2 separate regions of the Mus musculus genome follow, and region 2 is linked to region 1. The links are chromatin contacts, called in public Hi-C maps. All regions are on one chromosome and are shown on one strand. The core of a region is the stretch at or near the end of the contact, and the rest is flanking DNA. Distances in the headings are between cores, read along the strand shown.

Evidence for each region. A called contact is a pair of places that touch in the nucleus more often than the background predicts.
Region 2: a contact with region 1 is called in a Hi-C map of cerebellum, with 1.7 times the contacts expected there. The contact joins the enhancer-like site here to the promoter of A930019D19Rik in region 1. A contact is called at or near these places in 3 of 39 promoter capture datasets (the C10 cell line and embryonic stem cells), 7 of 484 Hi-C or Micro-C datasets (the C10 cell line, cerebellar granule neurons, cerebellum and 3 more), 4 of 115 datasets of contacts at active chromatin or transcription factors (bone marrow-derived dendritic cells, cardiomyocytes and embryonic stem cells) and 1 of 9 other capture datasets (pancreatic islet).

What each region holds. Positions count from the first base shown.
Region 1 is chr2:146,257,878-146,261,359 of GRCm38.p6, forward strand. A930019D19Rik (RIKEN cDNA A930019D19 gene) reads left to right here and starts at 1,409. Exons shown (of 4, transcript NR_040619.1): 1 at 1,409-1,516; 2 at 2,999-3,089. It overlaps Ralgapa2 (Ral GTPase activating protein, alpha subunit 2 (catalytic)), which reads right to left. Exons shown (of 41, transcript NM_001033348.3): 39 at 2,489-2,610.
Region 2 is chr2:146,308,779-146,311,993 of GRCm38.p6, forward strand. The region is part of intron 38 of Ralgapa2 (Ral GTPase activating protein, alpha subunit 2 (catalytic)); the gene reads right to left. Among named protein-coding and RNA genes, the nearest start is that of A930019D19Rik, 51 kb to the left of the region's middle. Within about 2 kb of position 1,738, at least 41 of the 459 cell types and tissues checked have an H3K27ac peak or open chromatin away from gene starts, as enhancers often do. A contact at or near this core is called in cerebellar granule neurons, cerebellum, forebrain and 2 more, where this site is marked.

The sequences.
Region 1 (3,482 bases), core at 159-2,658:
TAAAGACTGTATCCTAGGGAAGCCTGTCATATGTATGTAAAGCGCTTGGGCGCCCACGTCCCTGCTTTGATGATGTAAATGGCCACAGACAGTTTGACTGGACCCTGTGTGTAAGAAGTTCAGGGTCCATTTTTCCAGGTGGTCTGGAAGAACAGACTTCACCTCAGTCTCTGAGTGTAAGTTGGCTGGGCTGGGCTCATCTGGTTTTGACTGTGTTTGTCCTAAGAAAATAAAAAAACCACTATGAATAAGTGAAAAGTCTTTTCCTCTGTGAAAATAGGGGTGAAGCTGCACATACACCAGGAAGAATACAGCTCTGAGAGGTGCCCCTGCACAGATGAGGCTGTGAACCCCATTCTCACTGCACTGCCCTCACACTGCAGTTCAAATAGATTGCATTTCTATCTCTTTCCTTATCACTGTGAAGGGCAAGCAGAAGTTGTGAACATGACGGGATGCGGTGCTGATGTTGATCTGAAGGATAAAATCCATTTGCTTTGGTGTTCTATATTTGGTTTCTTGCCCCATATATAAAAGTTCTAATGTCTGTCCTGACAAGCTGTTGGAATTTTTACTAAATAATTAAAGAAAAAAAAAACAGGACATTCTCTAAAACAAAACAAAACAAAAAACAAAAAAACAAAATCTACCCTTCTCCAAAGTGGTCACACAAATCAAAATGCTCCTACAGTCCTAAGAACTGAATTGGTTGAACTTTATTTATACAGAGGCTAAAATATACATAGAAAATAACAGCCATCATTATTTCAATAACATTGATCATCATCAACTTTAAAAATAAAAAGTTAGGAAATATAAACATTTATCATTTCATTTTTTTCTTTTATTTTTAAGAAATGAAATGTTTTCTTAGAAGTTAAAAAAAAAAAAAAACAACAAAAACAAAACCAAAAACAAAAAAAAACAAAAAAAAAAAAAACCAAGAAACAAACCCAAAACCAAAGCCTCTGCTGAGAAACGCCGAGTCCCAGCGTCTCCAAAGGATGGGAAGAGACTGAATGGAGCTGGAAAGCATTAGCTTGCTGTGGATTCCTCCTGTTCTTTCACTGAAAAATTAGACACAATTTTAAACCGCTAGCCAGACTGGGTATGAAATCTTCATTTCCCTTGAAACAGATTTTTTTCTTGTCTTAGATAGAATGCTGGCAGAGCGTATAAAAGAATTCAATTCACAGCTGTTCTACTTTTTTTAATGTAAGAAACATTAATCAAAGCTTTAAGTTATAAGCTTTTCTCATGTTGCTCAGTATCCCAGTTCAACAAAGATCAATAGAGGCCATCCCTGTGTTTCTCTCGCCTCACCAGGAAGCAGAGGCGTGATTATGTAAATGGAGCTCTGCACCTCTGCCAGCTTGCTTATCTCCCAAGCCTTCTGCCTGCTGCTCCTGGCTTCCCAAGCAAGTGCCTGCCTCTCTCTCTTATCTCCCAACAAAGCTCCAAGAGGCACGGCCTGAAGCCAGCGATGTTAAACAATGACGCATGGCTGATTTTATTTGTAAGTGATTTATTTCACTGAATTTAATTTTTTTCACTTTGTGTGTAAGATATTTGTTAACAAGTCAGCACAGGAGAAGCAAGCCTGGTTCAGAAGCAATTAACACAGGCTAGAAATCTATTAAGCATCCTTATAGCTATGCTGAAACCAGGGAAGGTGAGGGAAGCCCCTCATTGAGATTTTCAACATGCTGTACACTAAATATTCCACTTACTGTCTGACAGGCAATTAATCTGTAACAGCACATGAAAATAATTTACCAGTAATAATTTTATTCTTTAAAAAAACCTGTAATAATCATACCAACAATTTAAGTGGCAGGACATACTTTTTTCAAATTGATAGTATTATATAGAAATAGTATGTATCTAAAAATAAGGGAATCCATGGAAAATTCCACTGACCTACTAAATGAAAGCCATTATAATTTACTTTCTAAAGGCTCCACACCAGGTGCTGCTGTGGTCAGTGGCTTGTCCACATGACACTGGTGTACGAGGCCCTCTGTAATGACAGGCCTGGGGACACTGTCCTTCCCTGTCTCTGGCAGTAATCCCTGACCCTGGTATCTCAGCAGCATAATCCCCATTTAGCATTAGAGCGACGGCTTCAACTGTGAGGAACTCTTTTCTGATAAGTATGCAGTGATTTGGGCATCGCTTTTAAACACCATATTCCCAGCTCAGCAAGAAACTCACACTCCTGAATGAACCGGAGCACATTATTGAGAAAAAGTTCATTAACCTTGCTAGATTCGAGGGTTAACAGGATAGCAGAAGAAAGGAACACAGCGAACAGCTCGGATACAAAACAAATTAAAATGAATGTCATCATTCCTTTTGAAATTCATTAGTTGATTCAGAGGGGGAACGTTCTTCTTAAATTTGCAAGCATTTATCTGTGAAAAACAGGTGTACATCTGCTACTCAATACGTCTTAAGCGGGAGGGAGGAGAATCATGTAGACACTCACCCGTTCCACTGACAGAGTAGCTGGGAGAGGGAGAAAAGACTTGAGCAGCGAAATCCTCAAATGTCATGACTTCCCGGTGGTTTTGAATTATTGCTTCCAGATACAGAGCTCGCTCTTCGTAGCTTCGGTAATTAGTTAAGGAGACAAACACACGTGCAATTTTGCATGCAGAGCAGTGGGTGATTTGTTTTAAATGCAGTTACTCAGCTTTCCCGTTCTAATGCTCATCACTTACCCTTGGAAACTCTTCAGCATTTTGCCAGAAAATTAAATATTTGTCACATATAATAGTGAGATGCTAGTTCTTAAAACCTAGGTTTCTTTCAGGTAACATCATATATAATATTACACACACACACACATATATAAATATAAAATGTTACAAAATTATAGCAAAGTGCTGATTATTATACCATCTCGAAGGCTGGCTCAAGCCAGGAGAGAGGTGGTCGAGTAGACCAACATTGGAATGGTATGGCGTGACAGCCTTCCTCTTCACTCCGGATCTAGGTAACAAGGATTCTCATCTCAATCTAAGGACACAAGGAACTGATACTTCAAGTAAGAGCTGGTGATGTAGTGGTGAGCACTTTCAACAAAGGTAAGAAAACATAACCTAGTGGGAGGAGGAGGCTAGGAGTTATATTCTGCAAGGGCAGCAGAGCCTCTAAGCAGGGTAAGTGATGAGCATTAGAAAATGAAAATGGAGATGGACGGAGATTGTAGCAAATGGTATACAGTGCAACTGCAAAAAAATAAAAAGAGAGAAACCATTGCCGTCTAATTAAAGCTGCAGTCTGGAACACACAACATTCAAATGTGTAATCAAAAACCAGTCACCAATAAAACTTACAAGCGTAACACGCTGAAGCAACTTTCCAGCTGTCTTAATAGGACCCCTGCTTGTGGCAGCCTTTCACAGGGCAGAAAGCAAATCTTCCCCTTTGTGTGAGGCTTCTGTTTCCTCTGAAGGTGAATCATGCACTTCCAATAA
Region 2 (3,215 bases), core at 488-2,987, 51 kb after region 1:
AGTACAAACCCACTATTTCCTGCAATACTCAGAGTCACAATATTCTTTCAAACTGTTAAGAAATGAATCCTATGTATTGCATTTTGCGTTTTGCTTCTTGTTTTCTGAAAGATGAGACTAGCTGCCAGTCAAGAATGTGGCACATATTTGTTGCCTATAGTAGAATGTGCTGTAGAGTCCATACCACGCAGTAGAGCTAGCCATTACAAGTTTTTGTTGTAGGACTGTTTAGGACCCCAATTCCTCAAGTATCATCCATGCCTTCCAGCTGCCGCTTTGTGCCTGCCATTCAGTCTGTTTCAGTTTAGTTCCCTCTCATTAATTTCCCATCCATAAGCACTCGATCCCACCCACAAGTGTCTTCCTTCTTTTCGGAGATATGTCTTAACTTTTCCCTTTTTGGTAACTCAGTTTTCAGTCCTCTTACACCCAGTTTTCTCCTTCTATATACAAACTCTAGTACAAACCCACCACCTTCAGCATAGACCTGAGACTATTGGCCTCAGTGATAGACGAAGCCAACTACTAGTATACATCTTGTGTGGCCAGTTTGCTGAAAGCAATGTTTCCTCTCTCTCTCTCCTTGGGCTTCCCTTTTCTTATGTCTCTATGGCTACCTCTTCCTTCAAAACCTACTCTTTCACAGTTTCACAGAACTTTGTCTATGGGTATACATTGGATCAGCCCAACCCCTGCATAGGTTCCAACTTGTCCCCTTGCCACTGCTACAGACCAGGCCCTGCCTGTTCTCTCCCAGACAGAACTCCTCCCACAGCTCTGTGCAGGCTCTCGCTGCCTCTGTCTTTGCTGTGTGCCTGTTTCTGCATGTGCCTATCCTACGCTCTGCCATATGGAAGCATCTGTCATTCTCAAATGTAATGGGCTTTCATAGCCTAGTCCATAAGCAAACAGTGTCCTCTCTCCCTTGGAATATCTTATTCACATTTATATTCTGAGTGGTTAGGATGGTGCCTGGCACATGGCAGGAAGGCTGCAAATGCTGACACATGCATAATTGGTTGTGCATGGTGAAACAGAACACATGGTATGGCTTGATTTCCTTCCTACAGTGAGGGGAGATGGGCAGAAGAAATCAAAGGTCTGTCCTGGAAGAAAAGCTCAGGATCCCACTGGAGAAGAAAGAACTTGGGTTGTTAGAACTTTAAAGGGAAGGGTCATTTTTGAAGCTGTGTACATTAGGAGCAGAATCTAGGAATGCTATTAAGCTCACATATCTAAGAGAGGCTCTAGTATTACCATATGTTCATGTACCTGTTAGCTAACAATGAAAGCTAATTTCACTTGTGACAGAACAAGGCATAAAACTACTTTTTCTTAGGCACACTGACTCTCTCCATCAAATATGGATAGTTCCAGAGTAGAGATAGCAAATGAAACGGAGACTATTGTTCTACTGAAGTGGACATTTATTCTAGAAAGCCACCATCTGCTTGATTTGGGGTGAACTCCTCCTAATGGGCACATTGCATATGGCAAGGGAACCTTTTCCCTGAGACAAGTTCTCTGAGGAGGAGAATGAAAGCCCTTGGCTCAAATGCTTATAGGAACTTCTATCAGCAGCCCACAGTTTCATTTTGGAATGTTTAGCTGGCTTGGGAACTGTAAACATAACATGTGGCAAGCTTCCCATTTACTGTGCTCTAGGCAGAGGAGCAGGCCCTGCGAGCGATGGAAGAGGCAGATGGTAGGTGTGTTGGCTCTCACTATTCAGCCGTGCAGTGGCCACGGGACGGAAGCATGCTTGACAGATCTGATTCAGCTCACTGTGGAGGTTACAGGAAGGCACAGGAGGGCTGGGCTGAGCCATTAGAGGGCGCTTTCCATATACAGTCCTACTGTGGGCACATTTTTTGTTTTTTAAGTTATGGGAGACAATGATATTTTTCAGTCTTCTATGTGCCTCTGCCACACAGTTCCAACTGTTTGATCATTAGCCAAGAGAACTGTACACAAGAACTCTTTTGACCCAAAGCTAGATCTACTGCTAAAAAACAAAACAAAACAAAAAGCCCCCCAAAGACAATTTTTTTTTTTGGCAGTACTTCCAATCCCCAGTTAATCAGAAGGGAATTAAAAAAAAAAAAACATTACAGAGTCAGATTGATACTTAACTGTTCACATTTTTACTTTTAGTTAAAATTTACATGAAACTGGATCCTAATCAAGTTTATTCTAAGGAAGTGAAACATCGGCCACCTGGGGAAGGACTGGAGAGGCAGAGATAACTAAGTAATTTCACTGGCTGTCTGCTTCGGGTGTCATCAGCTCAACATGGGCCAGCATACAGTCACTACACAAAAAAAACCAAGTGGCCCCAGGTAAAGGATTTACGAAGGTATGAACAACATGACTGTTGTTCATAGAATGGCCTAGAAAGTGTGGGACACCGATAAGAACAGAGTAGCTTGTCAATGTTCTATTTCACAATTGTAATCTAAATAGTAGAAGCAAAACAGGGACGTAGGGTGGTTATATAAAAAGGTCTGGATGACAAGGAAATTTTTTGTTATTGTTCAGCTCAGTGACCTGTATCTCAAGGAAGCAGGGAGCAGTAATTTTTTTCTCTGATATTTGGTCTTGAAGTGAAGTTTTCTTCTAGGGCAGCACACCCAGGCTGCTTCCTTCCTTAACAAGCCTGGGTTCATACCAATACAGCTTTGTCAAGGGATATACTGCCAGGCTTTGGGGGGAAAAAACCCAAAAAACCAAACAACATCTATCAATGCCTGACATTTGGAGCCAAAGTTCCTCAACATGTTCTGGGGATTTCAGGATGGGTTACAGGCAGGGCTTTCAGGGCCACATGGCCAGAACAGCTGGCCAGGAGAACTGTGTCCTCAGTGACCGACCAAGATTTCATAAAAGCCGAGAGGTTACACTCTTCTCTTCTACCAAAGCCTAACTTGCACTGAATGCAGAAAGAAAGCAGCAGTGAATGGCCACAGAGCCATGGACAACCACAGGGCCCTATCATACCCTCTCTGAGTTGTGCTACCCCCTTGAAACAGCCAATCAGTTGCTCTGCAAACTGCCACAGCAGGAAAGAGATTACAGGTGACCCAGGTTTCCCTTACTATCACTTATTCCTTGCTTAACAACAAACTAACAAAGAGAGGGGTGCTAAAATACACATACATGAACAAGAAAATATATACAGATGAGAAGTTTTTGTACAGTTTTTTTTTTTTACTAAG